2 separate regions of the Oryzias latipes genome follow, and region 1 is linked to region 2. The links are chromatin contacts, called in public Hi-C maps. All regions are on one chromosome and are shown on one strand. Each heading gives the region's core, a stretch centred on a gene start, on an enhancer-like site or on the middle of the called end of the contact. The rest is flanking DNA. Distances are from core to core; before and after follow the strand shown.

Region 1 (6,495 bases), core at 2,787-5,286, 190 kb after region 2:
CATTATTATGGTGAGATGTGTTTGACATGAGGATGAAAAGCATATGTCCCGGCCTTAAAAACACCCCTTCTGTCTTTTACTATCGCCGCCCCTGGTTGGTCTACATTTAACACCAAACTTCATTTGTTTTAAAAAGTTATTTGGGGACAGTTTCTATGCAACCCCTCTGTGTATATATGAGGATCAGGGGAAAAAAATTAATGTGAAAAGAGTCCTGCAATATGGTTGTAACTGTTTTTGTTGCTGTCTTTTGTTGTTGCAGGAATAGCCATTGCAATAATTGCATCCACCATTCTAAACCTCTAACACTGCACACATTTCCACAGCAAACACATCCAGTCAACTAAGCAGTTTAGATTTGTCTGTCCCCTGCAGAAATGCCATAATAATTATAATAAAAAAGGACCAACATCACTGATCACATCAGGGAAAGAGGCGGTGAAACGACAAACTAAAATAAAAGACCCTGCTTTGTTTCCTAGCACCTAAAAGACAAACAACATTAAATCCAACCAAATTGCCTCGGTTATGTAACCAATTACTGTTGGAGGGAAGTCTGGATTATGTCAAATAATTGTAATATATTCATGAGGGGGGAAAAAAGATCAGACATGAGGAGGTTTCTTTAAAACCTGAAGCTCTCTGGGAGACAAAGCAACACAAACAAATCCCCTGCTGTCACTTTAAAGTCCTGAGGCTTCAGATGACTTTTTTATTACATGTGACACATCCGGCTGTGACACTGCTGAGGTCACGCAGACAAATTCAGATTTCTACACAGTGTAATGCTGCTTAGCATTAAACAAAAAAAGAAAAGGTCTGAGATCTTTATTTATTTATTTATAAATTTATAGAGATGCATTTTATACATTACCAGTCAAATGTTTGGAAAATCCAACTATTAATATACATATTTTAGATTTATTGTAAATAAATACCTTTTTTTTAAAACAGGACTTCAAAGTAAAGTTACATAACAAAAGATTAGTACAAAATGTAATTTGAAAAAACTGTAACATGAAAACATCAAATAATACAACTATCTTTTTGAATATTTTTAAATTGTGAACATATTTGGATTTAATTTTTTGCAGTTCCTGGTAAATTCCAAACAGGTCTGATATGCCAGACCTGTACAAGCTCAGGCGAGGAAGACTATGATGCACTCGGCTGATAAAAGATTTGAGCTGCTCGGTTTTTCATTTAATGATGCACCACGTTTTTTTTTTTTTTTATAAAGGTCTTTACTATATAAGTCAGGTTAGTTATATGAGACAATTTCCTCGGGAAGAAATATGATATGGATGGAAATGTTTCTTCAAAACCTAACTTTGTCTTTTGCCACAGTGCAGTGTAAAACTGTTGATACTGGTGTAAGAACACAGACTTTCAACTCTCCACCTCAGATTCTCTGTTGAATAGAGGTCCAGAGACTAAAAAAAATCCATAAAAGCTTGAATTCCTTTTTACTTAGCATAGGCGATGTGTTTGGGATCATTGTGATGAGAGAAGATCCAGCCACGTTTCATCCTCAACACTCACTGACGGAAGGAGGTTTTTCACCAAAACCTCACTGTGCATGGCCTCGTTCATCCTTTCTTTAATAGTTCTCTTTACAGAAAAAACTGCCCCAAATCATTATGTTTCCACCCCCATGCTTTACAGTGGGTGTTTTGGGGATGCCACTCAGCATTCTTTCCCCTCAAAACACGGTGAGTTCCATTCTGGTCTTTTCTGACCTCATGACATCCTCCTCTGGATCATGCAGGTGGTCTCTGGAGAGCTTTAAACAGGCCTGAACACATGTTGGCTTAAGCAGTATTTGAATTTATGATGACGTAGTGTGTTACCATAGGAACCTCTATTAATATGGTCCCAGCTCTTTGGGTCCTTTATATCTGCCGAATTCAAAGTAGACACACATTTTTTAACTTATTAAATATTAAACATCATCATTTTTGGGTTTTAATTTGTACTCATTTTATTCTGAATAATTATCTAAAATATCTAAATGTTATAATGAATTTAAAGAATATGGTTTGTCTGTCACCCCATGGCAGTATGTATCCTCACCCCATTTTTGATTTAATTTGGTTAAAATCATAGCAAATTTGCTTTTACATTAGCTCATTTTTGTATTCTTCCTTCCAATAACCATATTTTTTGTTTTCAATAACCTGGAGATGTAAATAAACTATAAAAAAATGTCTTTCCATGTCTATGAAACTATGAAGCCTTCCAATGATCTGTCAGCGTGTCATTCAGACATGTGAGAGCTTTTTCCACAGTTTTGTTGAGTCAATCCTTGTTCTGTAATGGTATTCTTTACAAACTAATTAACCTTAATCACAGTTATAAAGACTTAAGAATCAAATCCCTGCAAAGATGTGGCCAACAGTTGAGCTCAAAATGCTCTGTCTGGAGGTAAACCATGCAGGCATGTTGCTGCTGCAAACTGCAAAGCCTTAGGTAATTTGGTTGAATAAAATTTGAGTAGCTGAATAACCGCGAGAACATTGTGTGGTCCTGGCTGCTGACATTGTTTCACCAAAGCAATCTGTGGTAGGTTCAACTCCGGTGGCTAGACCCGAGCAAAAGCCTGCTTTAGCAGCACCATAAAGCAAACCCCGGTCATCTACAGTCATTAAATCATAAGCTCTGACATGCATGTTTCTCCGACACGTCTCAACGAGCCACACGCAAGGGATGGTCAACAGTGGTGATAACAGGAAGACAAGGTTAGAGAACCACAAGGGAATATGGGAAAGTCATAGAAAGTTCCTCACAAGCTCAGCCTGCATAAACACCTTTGAGATCGGCCTCTTCCATGCGAGCTGCAATAAACAACGTGTACAAAAGTGGGGAGAGGGCAGTGGGCCAAACAAATGCCATGATATGCGTATGCCCACATTTGACTGATTTTGGAGCTCCAATCTGCACAGAAGTCCACTATCTCTCCCAATCATCAGCCGACCTCACAGAGAACCAGCACTCTCCGTTTTGGAGCCTCAATTCTGCACAAACCACAACCCTTAACTTCCCTCCACATTAATCCTCTGGGGAGTTGAGCACTTTGAAATCCAGTTACGAAAATTAACTTCTTCCCTCATTTTGGCAGCTAATGCGTATTCCCCTTAGACAAGAGGATTGTAAAGGCAGCGGTGGTCATAGGAAAAAGACTATGGTGAACCACTTCTGACTAAGAGAGGAACTAGTAGATGAAAGGGGATTGGGTTTTACAAAAAATATATATGTTTAACATTTAAAAAAATTATATTTATGCAAAAATGGATGATGGAAATGTTTTTCATGAATAATTATGTTGCACATGTATGTACAAAAGTTTCTCGATAGGTTTCACACGTGATGGTTCTTGAGATCATAATTACCATGCTCTTACAGAAAAACATTAGAGTAAATTGGTGTAACACCACCACCTAGTGGTGTCTACTGTTAACTGCAGTCACTGTGAGTTAGCAGTTAGCCGGTCTTGCACCAGGTTGTCTGCTTTTAAATGGGGGTTTTTATCAAGATAGTATTGAGCAATATATAACATTGTTTTAGTTTGACATCGTTAAACCTTAACTAATTCAAAAGTTTTCACCTCGAGCTTTATTTCACACACAAACACTGCGTTAAAATCATTTTTTTAGCATGCATCTACAGCACAGTTACCTTCCTCATCAAAACCGTTTTTTTCTTTAACTTAGTAATCTTTTGTGCTTAAATCAACTACTCGGTTAAAACCGGCCACTATTTTTTTTTCATTAAAGAATCCAACTTCTTATTTATTAAACAAATACTTAGCGTACCTCTTTGGTTGTGGCAGAACTCTTAATACCGAGTAAGCCATACAGATCCATCTGTAGGATATCCTTGGCCTTTCCAGACATCTTTTCCAAATGACAAGTGAAAAGACAAAAAATATATACAATAATATTTAAAGTTAAAAATAATTGTAAGGGTTTGTCTAATTTATTTAGGCTATTTGTTGTGGTAGTTGTTTCATGATACCGGAATGACTCGGGTCGCATGAATATGACGTTAATAACGACCCGGATGTTCTTTGTGCCCTACGAAATGTAGTCCATATATTAATTCATAAGGTACTTTTAAACACTTTTACTCCACATTTATAAAAAAAAAACACATGCATACATACTGTACACCTACGGATTTTAATTAGTTTTTAATTTATTGGAACATATAATGCTCATTTTGCATATTTATTCTTATCAAATGAAAAATACATATGTATATCAAATCAAATAAAACTTTATTTGTATGGCACTTTTACAACTCAGGTCACTCAAAACGCGTCACAGAAAAACATAATCAAATTTAAAAACAAAAGAACAGGACAAACAAATGTTTTGTTTAAAACGCACACAATGCCGAGCCCCCCGCCACCCAAACCACCCACCCACAAATACACACGTAGACAGACACACTGCATGATAAAAAGAGTAATAAAATGAAGCCATGTAGAAGCCTGGGTTTTGTATTGAAGTGTGGAAACGATGTTTTTAGGGAAATGTCCACATTCACAGAATAGCCACAGGACCCCCCAGATCAAAGCAAAAGAGCCAGACCTAAGGGTAACTTTTTGTCAGTTGTTTATTTTTTACTATTTTTATATGTGGTTTCTTATTTTGATTGTTTAATCTAATTCTATTTGCTGACAGTCATATTTATCCATAACAATCCAGTTTTCAAATCGTGCATTAGTTATAATCTTATCATCAGCAGGTGAATTATCTTCATCTTTCATTTTGCACAATAATTAAAATTAATTAATAAAATGTGCTTGAAACAGGCGAGAAATCGTGTAGATGGTAAAACATGACTAAAAAGCAAAAAATAAACATTTTATTTCAGGGCTTTTGGTGTGTTTGTTGTTGGTTCATGGGAGGGGTAAGCAAGGCACTTCTCCTGAGTGGGTAAACAACTTTCTGAACAGGTTAGTGTGTTTTATGTACCGGTAGTCAATTTTCTAAAACTCTATATAGAAAATGTAAAAATTGGAAGCTTAAAGTTTAAACTTGTAATTGTGGGATTTTCTGGGCATGTTGGAAGACACTAGGAAGGTCCTGAACCTACAACAGACCATTTTGCTACTATGTGCACATGCAGTCTGAAAAAGACTGCCACATATTTTCTAATCTTTCTTTTGTTTGTTTTGGGGTCATTTTGATCACATCATCTTAGCTTCAGAGATAACAAACGCCCAACATGTGAGTAAGATCATGCAACAACAATGGGACCCTTTTGTTATGAGGCAAGGGTTGTAACAAAATAAAGATTCTACAGACTACACTTGCTAAAATGTCCTGTCTAAGAAACATTTGTTATTATTTTTTTAAAGATTTCAAACTTGTACCGATTAAAATAATACGTCTGTCGGGGTATAATTTTCCTTATACTTTCTGAGAAAAGAGGTTGGTTGGTTTTAGTTTTATTTGTAGGAAGATTGCAATTCAATTACAGTTCTGGCCATCCTGTCTGAGTCAGTTTGTCAAAATAAATTCTTCAGAAAGACTCCAGTTAAAGGGAATAGAAATTATGCATGGACAAAATAATAGGATTTTTCTAGAAAAAAAAATTAATCATGCTCTTACTTAAAAAAAACATGACAGATGACAGAAAAACATATAAACATCTGAGGTAGAGTAAAACAAACATTTTTGTTCATGATTAAAATGCTTTCTATCATATTTCCATGAAACGATGACTCTGTTTTTACTTTAGAATGTCTGTTTATTTTATGATTATTTTCACTTACTTAATCAACTGCTGCAGCCCTTCCTGCAAGCCTTGGGGTTTCTCAAATTTCAGCACCAGGAAAAGGCCATAATGTGTGAAAACAGAGGAACTATAAACCACAAACTGAAACTTCCATTGTCGTTTTTTTTTCTTTTGGAATTCAAAAGGAAACACATTTCTCTAAAAAGAAAGCAACGTTGCATGTCATGAAGGTTGCATCAATCCTGGATTATGATGGAAAAAAATGTTCTAATAACAGAGGATATGGAATTAACCCTGGTGGTTAAATTCCACATGCTGTCCATACATATAATAGGAACCATCCCAATGATGTTGACTTTAATTAAAGATCACTTTCTGTTTGTTTAACTGCAGCCAGTGTGTTGCCTGACCCTCCCAAACTAGCTCAACAAGTGCTCCATCTCCAATGCTCAAAAGCTTTTGTTCAGAGATGGCAGTCTCATTTATTATGCCTCTGCAATCGGATAACACAGAGATGCGTTTTGCTTTCTTTCTGTTTTTAGTCTGCGTTTGCATTCTCTGCTGTCTCCCCGACAGAAGCGCCATTGTCTTCATGTTGAATAATGCATCCTTAAGAGATCATGCTGTGACTCGACCGTTTGAAGCAGCACAGCAATCTGCTGTTTTTCTTTGTGGCAGGGAAAGTTTAGCAAGTTATACAGCCCCAAGTCACAAACACTATGACAATTAGTGCAATGCGGCAGCACAAAC
Region 2 (6,529 bases), core at 1,419-3,918:
CATTACCTTCAACCTGAGCCAGTTGGCGCTTTTAATAGCTCTCCCAGACGGCCAGTGAAGTGGCAAAAGCACAAACAGCCTCTTCAGAAAACCCAACCGAAACTTTGTGATTTGAAAGGATCCTCACATCCAAATGTTTTCCCATCCTGTGGCTTTCCTGTGTCTGCCAAGATCTCTTCACCTGAGATGGTGGCAGCATAAAGGTCACTCATTGTGGCATGGAAATGTATGCAACTGTCAACAATTATGCGGAAACTGAAAGTTGACTTGTAAATAAACCGGTCTGTTACAGCTTATCTTGATTATCTGTATGGAATAACCATATCCAAAAAAGTTTCATGGCAGGAAGAGGCCACTCTGTGAGCCACTCAAGACTCCAAGCATCCATAGTCAGGATGGGACAGCTGACCTCTAGAGCCCCTGAGACTGATAGTGGGCTTAAAATTAAGGCTATGAATAATTAGATAGTAGCAGAGAAAAGGAGCTGTAGAAGACATATGAACGAGTGCGGTTGATGTGGACATCACACTGTGTTAGGTGTGCAGAGAAACTTGGCTTGAGTCAGAGAAGCTGTTGGAGCTCAAAACAGACCATTTTGGAGGTAGATTTTGGTTAGATAAAGGGGGTTGTGCACACATGATGTTATAGCATCATATCGTCCTTGTTTTTGTCTGATTTAGGTAGTTCAATGTCAGAAAAAAAACATATCTCAGTACTTTATTCATGATTTTGGTGGGCTGACACTATTTCTTGAAACTATAGTAAACTATTTTCGGCTGTAGTACTTTCAAGAATAGACATATCTTGGCAGCAAATATGGTAAACAAACATAATCATAACCTCCAGAAATAACAAGATAATAAAAAATACGAGTAAATTTCAGTTTTCAGATAAAGACTTTTTCGTCAGAACAATTTATCAAAGCAAGCAATGTGGTCAGGTTCCCAGAAGACTAAAAAATAACCTAGAGTCTACAGGTGCCCCATCCATAAAATCTTCATGTCACCAAAGCTCTGCAGTTTCTGCACTAGTAGAGTTTTACCCCCCAGTCAATCACAATGCAAGCAGAAAGCAGAGGATGGAAAAACGGAAACATTTACCTCCAACTCTTGATTGCAGGCCTAATCACTTTAAGACCTTTTGCAACCTGAGGTGGGAAATCTGGGATCAGCCTCCAGTTTACGCACACGGGACTCGTTGATCCCCCCCACCAGACCCTCTGAGATAATGAGGCTGTGTGCATTTGTGTGATTTAAAGGGTCAACAGTGAGACCAGCACTATTACCCAGACGGGCAAATCATGCAGTCTCCCGCAAATTCTGACACTTTTACCTTGTAAAGCTGTCCTCCAGATGCAAGTGCCTGTGAGGTATAACTAGGACTGGCATGTTTTGGGAACATCGGGGGTACCCCGATAGGCCTTGTAAACCCCAAACTTGGACCACACCAATGGAGCATGGGGAGTTCAAGAGGTCCAGACACTCACTGAGAGCTGCTCACTTTTGACTAGAGCTGTGTCAGTCATTTTCAATCATCTAGAAAGAAGGCAGACAGAGGGCAGGTGGCTTGCTTAGAAGGGGCCCAAGTAAAGCCTGGTTTGACCAATTTTATTCAAATGGAAACCCAACTCAACCCTTTGAAGATGAGAGAACTGTTCAAGTTGTGGTTAAGCTCAGTTTGAAACAGAAAACAGCCGGGTTATGGTGATGAAAAGGGTTTCTCCCTATATTCACTGAAGCCTTTTTGCTCCACCTTATCTCAACTACATTGTTTTAAAGCAAAAAGAACAAGACCTGCCATTGGGAGAGCTAAGACCTTATGCCAAAATCACTGCTTCCAGATATACCGTTGTACTTCTGAGTGAATGAGGCTTTGAGGAGAAGAAAGCTAACATGACTCCACTGCTGCTGGCAGTCAAGAGTCCTCAGACCTGGAGCTCCGGGGGAGCAGAGACGAGGTGAACACCAAGCACAACCCCCTGCTGCTGCGTTCTAAGATTGTCCAGAAGGCTGCCAAACTGGAGACTACACAGACGTGGTGCATAAAAAAATGAAAAACTTCTGCTCACCTTTACAAACTCCAGTCTCAGGTATGGTGGCGGCTCGCGTGCCGTTAAGAGAGGCGCAGGTCAGACCCAGAGCGCAGTAACCGAGCGTCCAGTCCGGACCGCCGCACGGCTCCCACTCCAGCCGCGCGCACTGATCACAGCATCCGCATGGATCCTTAGCCACGCTCCGGCCACCCTCGCAGCCATGCGGGGGTTTAATGGGACAGGTCCGGAGGTTACAGAGCGTGCACTCGTGAGCCGAGAGCGCCCGCACAAGAAAGAGCGCATTCAACAACACAGTTGAGAATTTGTTAAACATTTTCCAATGTTTTCCAGAGAAACAATTAAAATAGAGAAAAAAAAACAACACTCCGATTCCGCACGAGTAACGAGTCTTTAAGCTTCCAACTCTTCAGTAAAGTTTATGTCAAGTCTTTACCCCCACAGGGGGTGTGCTTTTTGTCTCCCAGCAGCTTACTCAAGCGCGTGGATGTGTCCCGAGTGTGCCCCGAAACGCGCGTCCTGTGCGCCTCCTGCGCTCACGTTCATGTGGAAATCCAACGCCGAGGCTGCGGAAGTCAGCTGCTGCTACTGTCAGCCACAAGCAAAAACGCACTCTGAGCCTTCAACTGACATCCAGGCATACTCAAATTAGCGGAGTACCCCTCCCCCTGACTGACAGCGCCACCGACCAGTCACAGCCAAAGAAAGGAGGGAGGATTTGGGCAGATTTACACGCACAACTTTCCCCCCTTGTGAGAAATGATGTAACTTTGGCTGTCAGATTTGTAAGTCTTCTATTATGCTTTGTGTGTAAGGATTGCTGATGTTATTTCTTCATTTTAATTCCCTCATTTTAAAAGTTTTGTGCCCCCTCCATCCCTGGTTCCTTTGCTCTACCCTTCTGTTTCTGGATGAGTGTGCTTACATGTGTCTGGGGTGTCCTCCTGTTTATCCAGATGGCTGTGAGTACGTAAAGGTCGTGTCTTGTTTGTTGAAGCGGTGCTTACACTGACAAATGGGCGGCCTAAATGTGTGTGGGCACAGCTGGAAGCTGATTGTCACAGTTACTGCCTCTGGCAACCCCAACATACCTGAACCCCCCTTCCGAACCTCTTACTTGCACCCAGGAGCATATAGGTGTCAGGTCTTTGGTCAGCAGGTCAACCCAGCTGACCAGAGCTTTAAGCTAGGGATGCAGAGCAAGCGGCTTGGGGGCAGTGGACAAAAGCTGATTTGTGTTGCAAGCACTAATTATGCATGCGAAGAAGCTGGTTTCCTGGATGTTGTGTTTGTTTTGGAGCGAGCCGCTCCAGGCAGATGTTGCAAATGAAGGAAGTGTTGTTGCAGGCCGACTAAGAATGGAAAACGATCCCAAGCGGCGTCTGGTATGGAGAGGTTTCCATAGACAGCAGTAAAAGGGATGAGATTTGCTGGTTTCTGCTTTTGGAGAACATCAGGAGATCAGCCAATGTGGGCACCAGTTTTTTTTATTTGACCACTTGAACTAATTTTTGATTTAAAGAAACGTAGTTGTGTCACATTTTTAATCCACAACTTACATAAGTTAGATTGATAATGAAAAATTCTGATTAGGGAAAATTTCTGGACCAAACTCAGTTTTTGTTCTCTATCTTTGCTCCTCATTTGTTTTCAAACAACTGAAGGGAAAAGCTTCATGGTCCAAGCAAGTGTGGTATGTGTATGCTAGTTTAGAGTCACAGGTCTATGAGAAAGTTCCATTCATCAGCTTTCCTTTCTCTTGCCATGGAGAGATCATGTGATGATTGACTCGTTGCACATTGAGGTGAGGTAATGGCTTCTGTGCACGTGATGAGAGCTGAGGGTGTGGGATCTGTCCAGCAGATTACATGACCTCTCTCTTGGCTCCAACCTCCCGCCGCCTCTCACCAGTTATAAGTTGCAGACACATCCGGCTGCTGGTGAGGATGTGTTTCCGAAAGCTGAAGGTGATACCGGACTGAACGTAGAGTGTGACATGAAGTGTCGAATGCACGCCAAGAGAGTGGGCGTGCAGCACACCTGATTCAAAAGTGCGCCAGGGCTTTTTCCTTCAGTCCACCTCTCTTGTTGAGCTTATCTCTGCAGGAGCACATGGTGATACGCCGAACTTTGCTTTTCTGAATCAGAGCAGTGGGTGGGGCTAAGGGGGTCAGCAGTGAAGGACATAGAAGGAATGCAAAGTGACAGTTTAAAAGAATTTCAAAGCTATCTGACAGCCACAAAACAAGAATTATGGAGCACAGGCAAAGCAAGACATACACAAATGAACGGCCTGTTTCAAACTCAAAGCAGATGAGATCATCTGTTTTTTATAAGTGCGGTGAAAAGAGGAGAAAAGAAAATTGACAGTGAACTATTTCCAAACAAAAACCTTTCAAAAATGAGCTCCTAATGAGAAGATTTCATGTAGTTGTGTGATTTAAACTTCTGAGTTAGAAATACATAATCCACAAAGAGGGTAACATGTGTATTACTGCAAATAAGGGGAATCAGAACTCCTAATTTGCTTGAACCATTTCCCAAAAAACCTTTCAGATCTGATTTAAGAGAAAACATTTTTACTGTCAATTTTACTTTTGCAATTCTTTTCTCATTTTAAGGGTCTGGTTGTGTTTTTTTAAATTACACTTTTTTGGGAGACCATATTAATTTCCTTTCTCTGGTCACCTGTGGTCATATTGTATGTCCTGCAATGTTCACAGCAACAGTGTGACATCCCTGAGGTGCTCAACCCTCCCGTCTTAAACACTGGTTTTTGAACTCAGAAGGCCCCCCGTGAGGTCACACAGGGTAGAGGGTTCGACATGCACCTTTAGCTTTGTAGTCTTTGAAAGGCGCCCTATTGTGTGAAGTGGACATAAATTACGCGAGTGGCACATCATCTCTCGTTTCCCCACAGAAAATGAAGCATGTCAACATCAGGCGATCCTGCAGGTTTCTGTGTCAAAGCTTTGTAATTTACTATGAAACGTGTGATTTGCCAGATGTGTTTTAGGGGGGATGCGTCCCTGTTGCACCATGGTGGAGGTTCGCTTTGTCATCTTTGTGTGGAAAAGGCTCAGTTTGACGGAATTACCATGAAATCAGGCAGAGACATTTATCTCAACCATTAAAAAAACTATTTAAAATTTTCCTTGTTGAAGTTTTATAGTCTTTGTCAAGGGTTCAATGATTTATTATGAGAAGATCTCTTGTCAATTGCCAGTCCCTCCAAAATTATAAATAGTTAACAACTTAGAAGGTCGACTCCACCTTTGGGGGGACGGTAGTGGCTCAGGAAGATGAGCAGGTCGTCCAATGATCGGTTCAATCTCCGCTCCCCCCAGTTAACTGTTGTTGTGTCCTTGGGCAAGACACTTCACCCACCTTGCCTCCAGTGTGGCTCTATTGGTGTGTGAATGCGAATAAAATGGTGATGGTCAGAGGGACTGCAGGTGCGAACTGGCAGCCACGCCTCTACCATCACCAAGTATGAATGAGGAGTGAATGAATAATGGACACATTGTAAGTGCTTTGAGTGTCTGGAAAAGCGCTGATATATCGAATCCATCATTTTTATTATTTATCGCTTAAAGAGCTATTTGGTCCATTTTTTTTACTGACCAAAACCCAGCAAGAGCTGCAAAGTCTCTGTTTAGAACACACTGTATTTATGCTTTTGTGGCCATTAAGCCATTTCTTTTTAAAATATTTACAATAATTGAATTAATTTTGAAGACATAGTAATTTTAAATTGCTTTTTAACAGCAGTATACAAGTTCCCTTCAAAATAAAATACACACTGTGTTGTAGAGGATTGTCCTGCTGCAGCAGATTTAAGTCAATGAAAAATGTATAGTGAGTGATCATGACTTTGGTGCACCGTCGTCTTTTTTCTTCTTTTACTATGAAGTACAAGCATGGCAACATTGGTATAGAATCCTTTAAAAAACAATCTAGGTTAAATGTGGCTTAAAACGGCTTATTCTAATAATAAAACACTTTTACCACAATTCTTTTTTATAAAGGAGGAGCCGCAGGTTGCAGACCCCAGGTCTAGTCTATGGATTAAACTGCTGACTGAAGCCAACTACACATCTTCCACTTCATGATGTGTTTTGTATGCAAAATGAAAATAACTGGATTCATTTCTTTGCAATTCTTAACTATAAATTCAATACATGAAAACAGGTGAAATAACACTAACATTGTAAAACTAATCTTTCAAAAGAAAAGTTACAAAACAGAAAACACGGAAATGAAACATTTTCAATCTACAGGTCAACAGGTAACAAACGTTTGGTCTTCCTGCATGTAGAGAAGTGCTAACTGACTCATGACAGACAATCTGAGCATTTTGGTTGAAGAAATATACTATTTCCATTTTACAAAGTCACATGCAAACCTTGCTGTTCCACTACAGCCACTCCAGCCCCAAATTTCTGCCTTGTTTCTTTGTATCATGGAAGTCAAGTGTGT

What was found. Hi-C and Micro-C count contacts between places; a contact is called where the count stands out from the background.
Region 1: a Hi-C map of embryo shows a contact between it and region 2, with 2.3 times the contacts expected there. The contact joins the promoter of dnajc17 here to the promoter of crim1 in region 2. A contact is called at or near these places in 2 of 5 Hi-C or Micro-C datasets (embryo and fibroblasts).

What each region holds. Positions count from the first base shown.
Region 1 is chr22:14,621,579-14,628,073 of ASM223467v1, forward strand. dnajc17 (dnaJ homolog subfamily C member 17) reads right to left here and starts at 4,037. Exons shown (of 11, transcript XM_004082352.4): 1 at 3,813-4,037. The coding sequence starts at 4,034.
Region 2 is chr22:14,430,361-14,436,889 of ASM223467v1, forward strand. It overlaps crim1 (cysteine-rich motor neuron 1 protein), which reads right to left and starts at 2,669. Exons shown (of 15, transcript XM_023951833.1): 1 at 2,069-2,669. The coding sequence starts at 2,366.